2 separate regions of the Zea mays genome follow, and region 2 is linked to region 1. The links are chromatin contacts, called in public Hi-C maps. All regions are on one chromosome and are shown on one strand. Each heading gives the region's core, a stretch centred on a gene start, on an enhancer-like site or on the middle of the called end of the contact. The rest is flanking DNA. Distances are from core to core; before and after follow the strand shown. Region 1 holds the start of LOC100280918 (ADP-ribosylation factor 1). Region 2 holds the start of LOC100284265 (eukaryotic translation initiation factor 3 subunit 6).

Region 1 (3,747 bases), core at 734-3,233:
TTGACCAAAAGGAAGCTTAATATTCCTATTAAGTTATTACTAGAGCTATGCAATAACTACTGTTGGGGGTCTATCTTGTCGAAGGTCCTCAGAACGACTCACCTTCGGTATAAGAAAATGTGTTTCAGGCACATATGTAGAGACATACGAAGATTGACTTTGGCCGAAGTAGAGTGCAATGAAGTTTCGACAGTATATGCGAACGACGGAGGTACAAGCCAACCTCGGCATAGAAAAAGCTTTGTGTGCAGTAACAACGAAGGAAAAAAGTTGAAGACTTGTGCAACAGGAAAGGAAAGGAAAGGAAAAGACATTAATGACCTCGTGATGTTTGTAAATCATAATTGTAAACCTTGTGGGCGTGTATGTAATTCCACATGAAACTGCATCCCATCCTTATAAATAGGTGAGCACTGTCATGCATAAAACACCTTTTGAGGGCCTTAAGATTCACCTCTCTTAGCTTTTAAAGTACCTTCGAGTTGTCTCTTGTGTAAAGCCAAATGTACGTTTGTGTATTCAATTGATAAGGAGGATGAAATAAAAGAATGACGATGAGTACCTTGCTTCGTTCTTCATCGCGATCTCATACATTCTCACTTCACGTACATTCTTCATTTATTCCTTCTCCCTTGAAGCTACCCCTTCGAAGAAGAGATATGAAAAAGGGAGAATGTTTCAACCCTCTAACTTGTGTTGCCTTGTTTTTGATATCATATAGCAATCAGAAACAAGTGCCAAATAACTACCTCGTTAAAAATTCTTTTGTTAGAAGGAAAAGAGTAAAACCAGCTCCATATAGAGTTAGTAAGTTCAATTCATTGTCTAATGTTCATAACAAAGTAAAATTACATCACATACTCTAATTCGAAGCTTAAAAAACATCTAACTAGCTACATCTCTAGTTTTGTGTTTTTTATCAAATAAACGAAAGTATGAAACAAAGTACGATTTAATAAATATATGAATATTTTCGTGCCTCTATATAGACAATTTCATGTCTATTTTAAACGGATCGTGCCCGTGGCCACTCATAAGCCATGACATCGGCCCAAACCGAATCATATCGGTTCGTGCATAGGTCATGTTATTTTTCGTGCTTCGAACCCAAATGTCCACATCCCCACAAAAAGCAGTCGAAACGAACTAAAATTGGACCAGTCGGTGATTTAACGCGGAATGCCACTGGGACCAATCCTAGTCATTCGTTGGAGTGGAGGTCCGGGTCCGACACAGATAGGGATGGCAATCGGGCGGGTAGTACACGAATATATAGTTCGCAAATCCATACCCACGAGACAAAACTCAACCCATACCCGTACCCATAAACGTTCGTGGGTATGGATCTGTATCCATACCCGTACCCGCCGGGTATCCGTTATCCAGTGGATACCCGTTACCCGCCCGCCCACTACAATTTTAGGATTAAACACCAAACATCAATTTTATTACATTTCAAAATAATTATCATTCTAATAGCATTAAATGATAATTTCAGCACCAAACAACATGTTATGGATAAAAATTGAAAAATAAGAATTTATGATAATATATAAATCCGGATGGCCCACATGTTAGATATCCATTGGGTAACGAGTATGGATACTGGATATCCATACCCGCGAAAAAATATCCGCGGATACCTTATTATATCCATAACCGTACCCGCGGATATTAAATTCCACCATACCAATATCCAATGGATAATTATTCGCGGTTATTTACCCATAACCGTACCCATTGCCATCCTTAGACACAGAGAAGAATTTCTCGCTCGGTTTCCATCGGATTTTGGTGAAATTTACCGTTCCGGATACTAAGCGAGATATGAAAACCGATCCAAATTTTTTATATACTTCGACTTAGAATTTAAAAGTATATAAGTCAAAATTTAGTTAATAAAATGATATTCGGAAATTGCAACGGCAGCAACGATCAGGAAGCCCAGCCCAGCCCACACACCCCACCCCACGTCCCCACCCCGCCAGCCGGCACAAAGCGCGGCGTTAATATCTCCCCTCCCCCTTGCCCTCAGGTCTCCCCACCGCCCCCGATCCACCATTCCTCCTCCGGATTTCGCAGTCAGCGGTGAGCCTGCCCCTAACCCATCCCTCCCCCACCCTCTCCCAGATCTGAGCTCCTTGCGCTGTCAGATCTCTGCTCCCGATCCATCTCCGGCTGCCGCGCGCGGTAGATCTCCGTTCGGCAGCGTGTGATCTGCCCGATCCGTGCGGTTGGGTCTGGATCGGGTCGGTTCAGATCCGCGGCGCCGTCGCCTGGACGCGCCGGGGAGATTCGCGATCCGTTGTATACTTGTATGCTAGGCTTGGGGGAGATCTGAGCGCGGAATGAATGAACGGTTGACGATTCTGCAGGTGGTGAAGGTAGCGGGCGCGGAGGAAGATGGGGCTCGCGTTCGGGAAGCTCTTCAGCCGGCTCTTCGCCAAGAAGGAGATGCGGATTCTTATGGTCGGTCTCGACGCCGCCGGTAAAACCACCATCCTCTACAAGCTCAAGCTCGGCGAGATCGTCACAACCATCCCCACCATCGGTGAGTCCAACTTTTGCCTTTCCAACGTTGTTGGATCATGTTCGATTAGGTTGTGAAGAATGCTCTGTTAAATGATGGATCCGTACGATGCGCGATCTGTAAATACATGAGTGGTTGGGGGTTAAACGATACATGATCGTTTGTTTGCCCTGATGCTTGAATACGATTACAGGGGCCATTCAATGAGCCGTTCATATCATGACGAAATGACCCACATATTTGGTTGGATGGAACAAAATGCAATTACTATCACTCTAGAGAACAATTCATTGTCTTTTAGTTTACTGTCTATGTTTCATGGATTCTTTTAATGTATCATATTTGTTTCCTGTCTATAGAAACTCTGATATGATATAGCTTAATGAAATTCTGTTAGGTGATCACAATAAAATGCTCATCTTCTTGCTTGGTCTATTGTTCCAACTTGAAAATACTATTGTTTTATTATAGCCAGTGAAAACTGCAGTTTTCTTTCTGTTGTTTAAATCTCCTGTTTTGGCTTTTGGACTATTGGAAAGCTAATTTAGACATTAGCATCAGGATGAAGAAAAATTAAGAAAGAAAAAAATGTAAAGCATGATGGGGCAACAATGTATTAATAGCAGTATTTCTTGTAATGCAAGTTTTCAACATCATGATATTTTACAATAGTTGTAGAGCGCTTCACTAAAAAGGAACTGAGTTTCAATCATTAAATTTTGGTGACAAAAGTGTTTATTGTGTTCTGCATTCCTATTTTCTTATGATTATCATATGATGACATTACTGTGTTTTGTTTTTATGCTTCAGTTTTCTTTGTCTTACAAGATAAATGTTTTTTTTTGAAATGCAGGTTTCAATGTTGAAACTGTTGAGTACAAGAACATTAGCTTCACGGTCTGGGATGTCGGGGGTCAGGACAAGGTATAACCCTCCAACATCATTTTGTATTACCCATTTACACTACATAATGTTCTCTAAGGTAGCGTTTGGTTCTGGAGTATGGTGGAATGGAGCAGCTCCGCTCTCAATTTGTTGTTGTTTGGATTGGTTCCATATAGGATGGAGTGGGTATAAAAATGGAAAATTATGCTCAAACGTTGAACCATTTGGCTCCTTAGAATTTCTTGGACGGACCCGTTCCTCTGGGGACGGAGCCGTTCTATCCAAGTGGCTCCGGAACCAAACACTACCTAATTTCCTGTTCTTCCAGAATC
Region 2 (3,747 bases), core at 787-3,286, 390 kb before region 1:
TACCATTTTCATGGTTAAAGAAGATGAACAGAGCCCAATGCATCAGCCATATCCTGTTCTGGAGCTGATTCAGAGGTGATGAGAAGTTCTGCCCAAAGATCAGGAAGGAACATGGTTGGTGATATAGTGTACACAAAGAACAAAGAACACAGAACAAAACATTGAAGTTAGAACCTTTGAATCAATTATTTCCTTCAAGCGGTTGAGTTCCTCCAAAGCTACGTCCCAGTTCTGCATTAGGATTTCTGCTGCCAGCTTTCCCCAGAGGGCACTCACATTTCGCTCACTGTTTGTGCACAAAGCACGATACTGGTAAAGGTAATCAGCAGCCCCTGAGTAGTTACCACACTCAAACTGAAATTTGGCATACTGATACAGAGCTTCAATCTGGTCAGGACCGATCTGCATTGGTAAACAAGGATTGATCAATTCATTAGCATTTATCACAAAACAAGCTATAGCAATAAAAAATGCACAGCTTCAACGTTTCATCTGAATTTTGATCTTATTTAATATGCATTGTCCTTTCCCTACAGTGCTCCAGCAGAGAAAACTCTCACTGTGAATTGTCCCTTGCTAGAGTTGAAAGAACATAAACCTGAACTAGCCACAATGGCGAAACCACTTTTTGGACTATAAGATACAAGGGAATCAACTAAGATAATAGGAAGAACTACATATGTCTATATTCTAGGACACCTGTGCTAAAATGCCTATAACATATTAAATTATAGATAGTGCCAATAAAACACATCTCACAATCTACTTACCATAATATGGGAGCTAAAGTCACCATTCAGCCAATTCAAGATTCCTCGCAACATAGTGTACAACTAGGACCAAATCATATGCTAACTAAACACCTAGCCCCTAACATCCTCTCTCGTCCCTCCAATTTTAAGGAACAACCGGGGACAACACTAGGATAGTCCTGTCCCAACCCTTGATCCAGAACCAAACAACCTAATTTGAGGGATCATCCCATCCCACCCCGTCCTGTTATTGCAACCAAACGCACGTTAAGGTAGTGTTTGGTTGAAGAGCCAAGTAGAACGGAACCGTTCTGTTCCAGTTTTGTTGTTGTTTGGTTACAAAGTAACTAGAACGGAATGGCTCCAATTAGGGAATATTCTCCTCAGATCCGGAACCATTCCGCTCCAAAAAATCAATGGAACGGAGCCGCTCCGTTCCAATCCCGCTCTCACAGTCACGCTCCGTTCCGTTCACTCTGCAACCAAACAAAAAACAGAACCGCTCCGTTCCAGATTACCAAACACAGAACAGAGCGGCTCCGTTCCTAGAATCAGGGATGGAACGACTCCGTTCTACTTGGCTCCTCAACCAAACACTACCTAAGATTGCTCCGATGTATGAGCAAATCAAATTGAGACTTCTTAATGACCGCACAACCTCATAATTTCATAACAACATCTAATAAACACGGAATTCCACAAACCTGCATGCCTAGCCAACCAAAGTATACATACATGTCTCGAAAACGGGACTTGAGCAGAGGGAGTAGGGAGAACCCGAACCTGGTATCGCTCCTGGAGCATGTGGATGTTGTACTGTTTGTCGGGCCTGAACTCCTGCACGAGCTGCGGGTTCTGGAGGAAGGCGACGAGCGGGGCTGCGGCCTCCTCGAGCGACCTGAGCCTGGAGACGACCTCGGCGCGGCGCTTCACCATGTCCTCGGGCACGTCGTCGGTGCCGTAGAGGGACTTGTGGATGTCCATGGCGTAGTCGACCATGTTGGTGCCGCTGAGGAGGCGGATCTTGGCCTCCAGGATCTCCGACTCCGAGTAGAGCTGCCGCTCCTGGAGGAACTCCAGCAGGGGGAACACCAGGTGGCGGTCCAGCTGCGCCGCCATCAGCGCCGTGAGGTCGTGCTCCGACATGGCTGGTGATTCGAGCTCTCCTAGCTGCCTCCGGGGGCGTTTTGGTGTTAGGGTTCCTCTCGGGTTCGAGGGTATGGCGGCGCGGGGAGGAGGGAAGCGAGGAAGGGAAGGGTTATGTAGGCTCCGTTTGGATCCGACAGGGATTCTGAAAATCCCACAAAATATCTCATAGAGATTCTCAAAATCCCACATAAAATATATCCCGAATTTTTTGCATTTTAGCCTTTTCTCGAAAGAAAATTCACGTTTAAACTCTAGAAAATTTTAATGTCATTTTTGATTCTTTGCTCGGCGCCGTAGCCTATGGCGCCGAGGTAACACAGCTCGGCGCCATAGGCTATGACGCCGAGGTACGTGCTGTGCTGGCACAAACGAACGTCGTGTCGCCGACGTGGCATCGAGCTCGGCGCCATAGTTTTTGGCGCCGAGCTCAATTCTATACAAAAAGCTTGTCTAGCTCAGTTGATAAAATACAAGGCTTTTAACCTTGTGGTTGTGGGTTCGAGCCCCACAATGGGTATTTTTAATATTTTGTCTTTGTCACTTATTTGTTTTTTTGTTGTCCAGGTTTTTCGTTTATGTCGCTGATTTGTCCGTCCAGATTTATTTCTTATCCAGATTTTTTTTGTTTTTGTGATTGATTTGTTCCGGCGAGCACAGCGGCTGTGTGCCACAGTGGTCGCAAGCCGTCAACTTCCCCCTTGTTTGCTCAGCTAACCACAATAAAAATCAAATGAGAACACTCTTACTTCAATCATGACCAAATAAAAATATTATATTTTCATTGAGTTCTTTTGAACATAAATTCTAGATACATAATAACATATTCCCAGTAAAAAGAAGCACACATATTCATCTTTTTTCCTCTGCACTAAATAAAAGTATACTCCATTATATACTTATCTCATGGCGTTTCCCGACATATTCCCGCGTGATTAACCGAACAAGCACGCTCAGGAAAGGGTCTTTCGTCCGAGTTAATATAATCATGGAGCATCTAGACTACACTCGCGGACCATCCCAGGCGCGGACCGACCGACCGTTTTCATGTGCCAAATTTGGTGCTATCACCAGCACTCTTCACATTAGCGCCTCTTCTTTTTTATTTAAAAGAACAATTCTCAACATATTTAAGTAATAGTATTACAAGTTGTCAACTTATCGTCATATTTTTGCCAAGCACTCGATCAGATGTGCCTTAACCACTATTATTTCACCTCTTACGTGGAGCACCACTCGAGTGCAAATGAAAGCACCACTAGCAGATATATGCATGCAGACTTCTAGTAGTACTATATACCACACGCATGCATCCGGATAAACAAAAAAATATCTGGACGAATAAACAAATTAGTCACAAAAATAAAAAAAATTATATGAGAAATCAATTTAGACGGACAAATCAGCGACATAAACGAAAAATCTGTACAACAAAAAAAAATAAATCAGTGACAAAGACAAAAAGTATTAAAAAACACCCATCGTGTGGCTCGAACACACCACCACAAAGTTAAGAGCCTTGTGTTTCACCGACTAAGCTAGACAAATTTTGTGTACAAAATTGAGCTCGGCGCCAACATCTATGGCGCCGAGCTCAGTGCCACGTCGGCGCCACGACGTTCGTTTGTGCCAGCGCAGCACGTACCTCAGCGCCATAGCCTATGGCGCCGAGCTGTGTTACCTCGGCGCCATAGGCTACGGCGCCGAGCAAAGGGTCCAAAAATGACATTAAAATTTTTTAGGGTCTAAACGTGATTTTTTTTCGAGAAAGGACCAAAATGCAAAAAAAAAACGGAAATATATCATAGAGATTCAAACGGGCTATATTTTAGATGCAGTGCATTATCCG

Evidence for each region. A called contact is a pair of places that touch in the nucleus more often than the background predicts.
Region 2: a contact with region 1 is called in a Hi-C map of endosperm, with 4 times the contacts expected there. The contact joins the promoter of LOC100284265 here to the promoter of LOC100280918 in region 1. A contact is called at or near these places in 3 of 25 Hi-C or Micro-C datasets (ear, endosperm and tassel).

Annotation. Positions count from the first base shown.
Region 1 is chr2:164,605,114-164,608,860 of Zm-B73-REFERENCE-NAM-5.0, reverse strand. LOC100280918 (ADP-ribosylation factor 1) reads left to right here and starts at 1,983. Exons shown (of 7, transcript NM_001371433.1): 1 at 1,983-2,088; 2 at 2,376-2,551; 3 at 3,384-3,454. The coding sequence starts at 2,404.
Region 2 is chr2:164,992,440-164,996,186 of Zm-B73-REFERENCE-NAM-5.0, reverse strand. It overlaps LOC100284265 (eukaryotic translation initiation factor 3 subunit 6), which reads right to left and starts at 2,036. Exons shown (of 7, transcript NM_001157160.2): 1 at 1,536-2,036; 2 at 175-402; 3 at 1-88. The coding sequence starts at 1,898.